2 separate regions of the Muntiacus reevesi genome follow, and region 2 is linked to region 1. The links are chromatin contacts, called in public Hi-C maps. All regions are on one chromosome and are shown on one strand. Each heading gives the region's core, a stretch centred on a gene start, on an enhancer-like site or on the middle of the called end of the contact. The rest is flanking DNA. Distances are from core to core; before and after follow the strand shown.

The links. Hi-C and Micro-C count contacts between places; a contact is called where the count stands out from the background.
Region 2: a contact with region 1 is called in a Hi-C map of blood, with 2.0 times the contacts expected there. The contact joins the promoter of PAFAH2 here to the promoter of MTFR1L in region 1. A contact is called at or near these places in 2 of 3 Hi-C or Micro-C datasets (blood and muscle).

The regions. Positions count from the first base shown.
Region 1 is chr3:110,548,742-110,552,126 of mMunRee1.1, forward strand. MTFR1L (mitochondrial fission regulator 1 like) reads left to right here and starts at 1,610. Exons shown (of 7, transcript XM_065930096.1): 1 at 1,610-1,737.
Region 2 is chr3:110,731,926-110,735,296 of mMunRee1.1, forward strand. PAFAH2 (platelet activating factor acetylhydrolase 2) reads right to left here and starts at 1,792. Exons shown (of 10, transcript XM_065930103.1): 1 at 1,734-1,792.

The DNA of each region.
Region 1 (3,385 bases), core at 360-2,859:
ACTGGAGTGGGGTGCCATTGCCTTCTCCGGAGAAAAGCATTAGGTAATTTTTTTTTTTTTTTTTTGAGGGTGTGAAATTAAGGAAAAACCTGTAAAAGAAGGATTGAAGAAGAAAGGGGGAAAGAAAGACCCTTGTGGAGGAATAGAATCTGAAAGCCAAACCTTGATCAGACCGCAGGAGCAAGGCTCTAGAGCATAAACCATACCGCCAGATTGAACTGGCCTCTTGTATCAGTCACTCCTAGGCTCTTAGAGGTAGAGTAACTTATTTGGTTAGGGCTTCCATTCTGAGAATGGGGCAGCTGTGAGAAGCCAGCACAGCTGCTGGGGGATAGAGTCGTGTACTAGGTAAAAGGGATCTTCGGGAAAAACAAAGACTGCACTACCACATCCAAAGAAAGGCAACTGGAGTGGATTCACAAGATCTGCCATTGCCCAGGACGGGAAAGCGATGATTAAAGCAACCGTTTGTCATCCTGGAAAGAAGGCTGTACCTGGAAGTCAGATTTCATCATTTGCAGTATGGTGGGAATCAGGGTGGACACAGTCTCTGACTAGGACCAGCTACATAGTTTGCAGGGTCCAGTGCAAAATGAAAATGCAGGGCCCTTGTTGAAAAAAAATATTTGTTAATTTCAAGAAAGCAACAATAGGGCATTAAAGTAAGAAGGAGTTTGTCTGACCACGAGGCCTGTGTGACAGCACAGATTCTCCCCATAATGAAGCCCATCTGTCCCTGACAGCTAGGACTTTCAAGCTTTGAGAGGAAAGAACAGCCTGGGAGCCAGGCATAGTCATGTACTGAAGTCAGAGGAGAACATGTGACGCAGGCCTGGATGCCATGGTGACCAGGACTCTGGGGCGTTGAGCACAAAAACAGAGTGGGTGAGTGAGCCTGGGAGGAATGTGGATCTCTTTTGCAAGGCCTCTGGGGTCTCGCTTCTCAGTCTACCCATCTGATCAACCAACTCAATATACCGGAGTGGGTAGGAGTGTGTGACACCAACGGCTAAAATAGAAGAAAGCTACAAAGCACTGGAGGGCAAGAGTCAAGAGGAGAAAGAGGCTCATTCTTGGTGCAGAGAAGACTGTAGAGGGTCTTGGCTGGGAAGCATAAACTGAAGGAACCAGAGGGAGGTGGGAGGGGGTTCACGATGGGGGACACATGTACACCCATGGCTGATTCATGTGAATGTATGGCAAAAACCACTACAATATCGTAAAGTAACTAGCCTCCAATTAAAATAAATTAATTTACAAATAAATAAATAAATAAACTGAAGGAACCAGAGTGAGAGGAGGTGGGGCAAGCACTGAGTCTGGAGCCTTGAACACCGGCGCGAAGCTTCTGAAGTTTGTAGTCGAGGTGGGGACAGCAGACACCGATCAGTCTGGAGGCCGAATAGCAACACAGATGCCTTCCAAAGGTTGGATCGGGACTAAGCGTGGGGAGTGGGCGTGGAGAGTGGGAAAGAGCCGGCTGACCTCAGTGGTTTCCCGGCGCCATCAACTTTTTCCCCAGGAGGGGGCGTGGCCTATGGTAGGCGTATCCCCTTTATCGCCCCGCCTCGGCCCCGCAGGCTCCTCTCTCGCCTCGCCCCTAGCAGAGCCGCTTCCGGAAGACGCGTGTTGCCGTGGCTCGGTGCGCAGCTGCAAGGGATCGCTTCCGGGGGGTGGGTCAGCGGAAGTGAGGGCGAGGGAGACTGGGCGGCCCGCTGTGGTAGGAGGGGCCGTGAGGTGAGTGAATCCGGAGCCGCAGTCTGAGGTGAGAGTAGGTCCGACTGCCGCCCCAGGGCGGGAACGCGAGCGGGAGCGCGGCCCTCCGGCCCGGCCCGTCGCGAGACCGAGTGCCGGGCGCCGGGCGCTGCCCGCGGCTGCTGAGCCCGCGCCGGTTCTCGCGGGAACTCGTGTTGTCCGCCACACTCGGCTGAGGGGAAACTGAGTCCCCGGGGGGCAGTTGCTCGCCCCAGTCACCCAGCCGCACCAGAGGCTTCTCGTTTCGGCCGCCTCCTCTCTTCCTCCGGGACCCGGCGCCGGGCCTTTGAGTCCGTGGGCGCCCCCCCACACACCGAGCCGCGGCGAGAACTTGGCCGACCTTGACCCCGTCGGGTCGGGCTGTTGCGGGGGGAAGGGAGGCGTGTCCTGGACAAAGGTCCCCGCGGCGTCTCCCCCTCCGCCGGCCCAGAACGGCGCAGAGTGCGGCGGCCTCGGCGGGGACCGGGTTGATGCTGCCAGGCCCCGCTCGAGAGGCGCTGGGGGACCGTGTGTAAAAAACACCGGGACAGCAGCCCCGGAAAGGGCAGTCGGGCTCGGAGGTGGTGGGAACCAGGCGCGCGGCCAGCGAGCCGTGGGGAATCTTCTAAGCAGACACTTGTGCAGGGTTCAAGGCTAAGTCGGCGTTCTTGTTGGTTCGTTTCTTAACAAATGCTCGAGTGCCAGCCGGGTACGGGGCGGGCTCAGGGCTGTACCTGGAAGTCCCCGCCCTTCGGACAAACTGCACAAGCTACACCGTTATCTAGTTACTGCTGCTCCGGAGGAAACGCGGGGCGCCGGTCCGGAAAGGGGAGGCAGTGCTTCACCTGAGCTCCAGGAGTAATTGAGGATGAGCTTGGTGAAGAGGCTGGTAGGGTTTCGAGCAGAGGCAATATAGTAGACAAGGCCAGTGTGGGTGGAGGGCAGGGGAAGGCAGGTGTGGCGGTGAAGCGTGCAGGGACCAGAGTGGACAGGCCTTGTCGGCTGGGAGAGAAAGACAGGGAGGGCCTGCAGGCCATGCTGAAGAGTCTTGGTGTTATCTTCTTGGCTCTAGCAAGCATGAGGGGTTGAAGCTTGGCAGGGATCTATTCCCAATGTGTCCTAAAAAGAGGCCTCTGGCTGCCATGTGAGGATTAGGCCTAACTGAGTTTGGAGGTAAGTTTGGAGGGGTAGTGACTGCAGCGACTAAAGTGAGAAACACAGGGAGGTACTGTCTTGTGGAGCTGTAGCAGGCACTGACAGTCAGCATTGAGCCTGGCACGCTGAAGGACTTTTATAAAAGTCTTGAGCTTTGCTGAGAAGGTGGAACCCATGTTGGAGGCAGGAGGATCTGGACCAGACTTGGGTGCTTTCCACTGCCATGGCCACTAAGTGACCTTAAACCAGTCCCTTCCCCTCTCCCAGCTTCCTTTCCTCATGTATCACAGAGTAATACCTCCTCTCGAGGGGAAGAGAGACTTTCCAAGGGAGGTTTCTAGAAAGAGCTGATTAGTCCGGCCCATCCCCTCTTCAGAGGCTGCCCTTGGCTCTGCACTGACTCCTTACCTAGAACATGCCCAGCCCTCGAGACCTGACCATTACCTGACATGCGCGCCCCCCCACCACCACCTTTATGGCCTTAACATACTGCGCT
Region 2 (3,371 bases), core at 542-3,041, 180 kb after region 1:
AGTAATTAATTGATCCAATGCATGCTATTTAATTTTTTACACACTTATGCCTTATTTCTTCAGATACGCTACAGAGGTAGAATGTGTTTTATATTTCTTTGGAGGATAAACCATCTATCTTCATGCTTTCCCCACACAGAGGAACCCCATAAATGCTTCCTTTATTTGGCTTTGATTTAAACCCTTTCAATTCTTTAATCTCTGTCTTTTTGATCTAAAAATTAGACTATATGGTATAGTGGGAAAAGAAAGGCTTTGGTGACAGTCTGAATTCCACCTCCAACATTTAATTGGCTGTTTAACCTTGAGCAAGTTCCTTCAATTCTAAGCCTCTGATAATTTTTCCACATGATAGAAATAACAGTCACTCATGAAGTTGCTGATGAGGATTAAATGAAAGTATGTCAAACACTTAACATATAGAAGGCATAATAACCATAACTAGCTATATGACCTCTTAGCCTAAGTTCCTAGAGAGTAAAATGAAGACACTTCATAAATGAAATTTAGTAACAAAAGTGATATTGCCTAGGGTCTGGTACATTTTAAGTGCTCATAAAATGTTAGGAATTAATTAACAATGTTATATCTCTCTTTCATTATGCCCAGCCAAGCTTTTTTTTGGGGGGGTGGGGGGTGGGGGTGGTATTTGTAGTTTTCTGGATTAAATCCTTTGACAAAATGGTTTCTTTTCTTCCAGTCTTATCAGGTCTGAGACACCTATTCCAAAATCAGTCCCAGGTCTCCTGCATTGCAGGCAGATTCTTTATCGTCTGAGCCACCAGGGAAGCCCTTAAACAGGCCCAGAAGAGCCCAAAGGGAACAGAGAGGGTTTACATTGCAGCTGTCCATCTCCTGCTGGGGCCCCAATTCCAGTGAGCAGGGACCACCCTTCTGCCAGCTGTGTGGACTTATCATCCCTGGCTATTTCAGGACACAGTCCAAGATAAGCACTTCTCTGGGGCTTCCTTTCAGACAAAGCTCTCATTAGCCTGTGGTCTCTGGGGAAGTGAGGAAATATCATCCTGTTCTTAGAGAAAGCAGACACCAGGCACTCAAGGGGCAGGTCTGAGCAACAAAGGGGCAGAACTATAAAAGGAGCCAAGATGAGAGTATTTCAGAGCATTAATAATTACAGCAAAAATAATCTCTCTCGCTTGTGGAGGCTTTACAGTTTACAAAGAACTTTCACACGTATTAGCTTATTGGCTCCAGAATATAGCCTCAAGCTAAGACTGAGAGCAACTGTCATCTCCACTTCGTAGATGAAGAGAGTGAGTCCCAGAGAGGGGGTATGATCTGCCCAAGGTCATGCAGCAAAGGAGTTGCAGAGCTGCAATAATAAAACCCAGTTCTGCTGAATTCCAGTTCTGAGCAACTCCGTGGATTGGGAAGAAGGAATGGTGACCCTTGTTCCATTAGCATGAAAACCAAGAAAGTGAGGGTAAGAGTGAAGCACATAGAAGGTGCGGAGCACAAAGAAGCCCAAGTTTCAGAAAGGGGATGCTGAGAGCTCACGGTGGGGCTCCAAGGGCACCAGGAGTGACAATGCAAGATGAGAGTGGGAGAATAAAGGTGCGGGTGGATATTGGCGGTGTCTCAACAGGAAACAGAAAAGGTGAAAGACTAATTGGGAGCTCCTGGGATTGAGACGAGGAGCCCCCAAACCGGGCTGGAATGTGGCAAAATCCGCAGACACCTCAGTTCAGAATAGATGTTTTCTCCAAACTTACCCAGTCACGTTGATCCCTCAGAAGCAGCCCAGACGGTCAACTCGACGGAAACGAGAAACTGCCCAGGAGCCGGTGGCCCCTTGGTAATTGTAGTTTCCAGAACTCGACATTGGCGCTTACAAGCATGTCCCACCTCTGTCCAGAACTATAACTTCCGAGGTGCACCGCGAAGATTGCCCATAAGATCCCAGGACTACAATTCCCAGAGTTCTACACGGCCCCCTCCTCGTTCTGTGAACCCGTCCGAAGTTCGGAATGAAGCACTATTCCTCCCCCTGGTGGTCGAGGAGCCGCCACCAGGATGACAAAGCCGGAGCGGAGGATTACTGTATATAGTCCCGGTTAGTAACCCTCCGCCTCAGCGTTCCTCAAATAATTCCTGGGTGTGTCTGGGGATAAACAGGGATTAGCCTTATTCACAGGGGAGCTGAGGAGGAGACCTGAGCAAGTCTTGTGTCCTTTACGAACCTGTATCTGTTGACACGTGTGATATTCAATTGTCCTTCAGAAACTCCTGGCCAAGAACTGAGAGGAAACAGATTCCTCCGTGTCCCTCTGTCCCTAGCCCCTCCTCCATCCACTCTCACTTTGCTGGCCCTATGCTGGTTTTTAGAGACACCCTGGTGAACAAGTTACTGTTGCTAACCTCAGAAGAATTCACAGTCCAGCGGAGGATGCCGACAAACGAAGAATCACACAGCGATAGTTGCTCTAGTGGGGAAAGCGCAAGGGGTTATGGGAGCCTTCTTGAAAGAGCGCACCTGCCCAGGCTTGGGGGAAATAGGACGGTGTCTTCAAGGCTTCGTAGAGATCTTAGAGAAATGTTAACATTGCGAACTGAAGGAATAGGACTTGGCCAGGAATACAGAGAGTATGAAGAATATTTAACACTCTGGCTGGAGCACAGAGTGTGAGGAATGGAATCACGAGGCACACCTGAGGGGGAAGGCAGGCCACGTCCTCAGAAGTCTGGTAAACTTCATAAGAAAACTGGATCATCCAAGCAACTTAGAAACTTTCAAAAACTTCCTACTCCTTGCTGAATGAGGTCCCAGCTTCTTAGCTTGACATTCTAGGTCCTCCCCAACCTGCCCCAAACCACCACTTACTCTGAAGTGTTGCTCATGGTTTTTTCTTTCTTTTTTTTTTTTTTTTTCTGACAGGAATCGCTCTTCTGCCCTGCCCCCAGCTACGTTCACCCACTCTCAAGATGTCGTAGGTTCTCATTGTTCCCTCCACACTTTTATTCACGCTCTTCTCTCCACCAAACACTCTGCCCTGCTTTGCGGCTATCTAACCCAGTTCTTTACAATTCCTCTTGATCCTCCTTCTCCACGGAGCTTCCCTGATTCCCCTCCAGTCCAAACGACCTCCATCCCCTATCAGTTGTACCTCTCATTTGGGGGCTTACCTCACACTGCCCTGTGCCATCTCCTCAGTGGGAGGTCTTGACTCTCCATTAAACTGTGAGTTCTTTGAGGTCAGGTGATGAGTCCTACAGCTGATCCCTCCTCCCTCCCAACCACATACCCTCAAATTGCCAGTGTCCAGATTCCATGCTTCAGGCTTTTAGACCTTCGTCTCCTCCTGACACGCTGTCACCACCACCAACCTTCCAGGGATCAAAATAAAGGCATC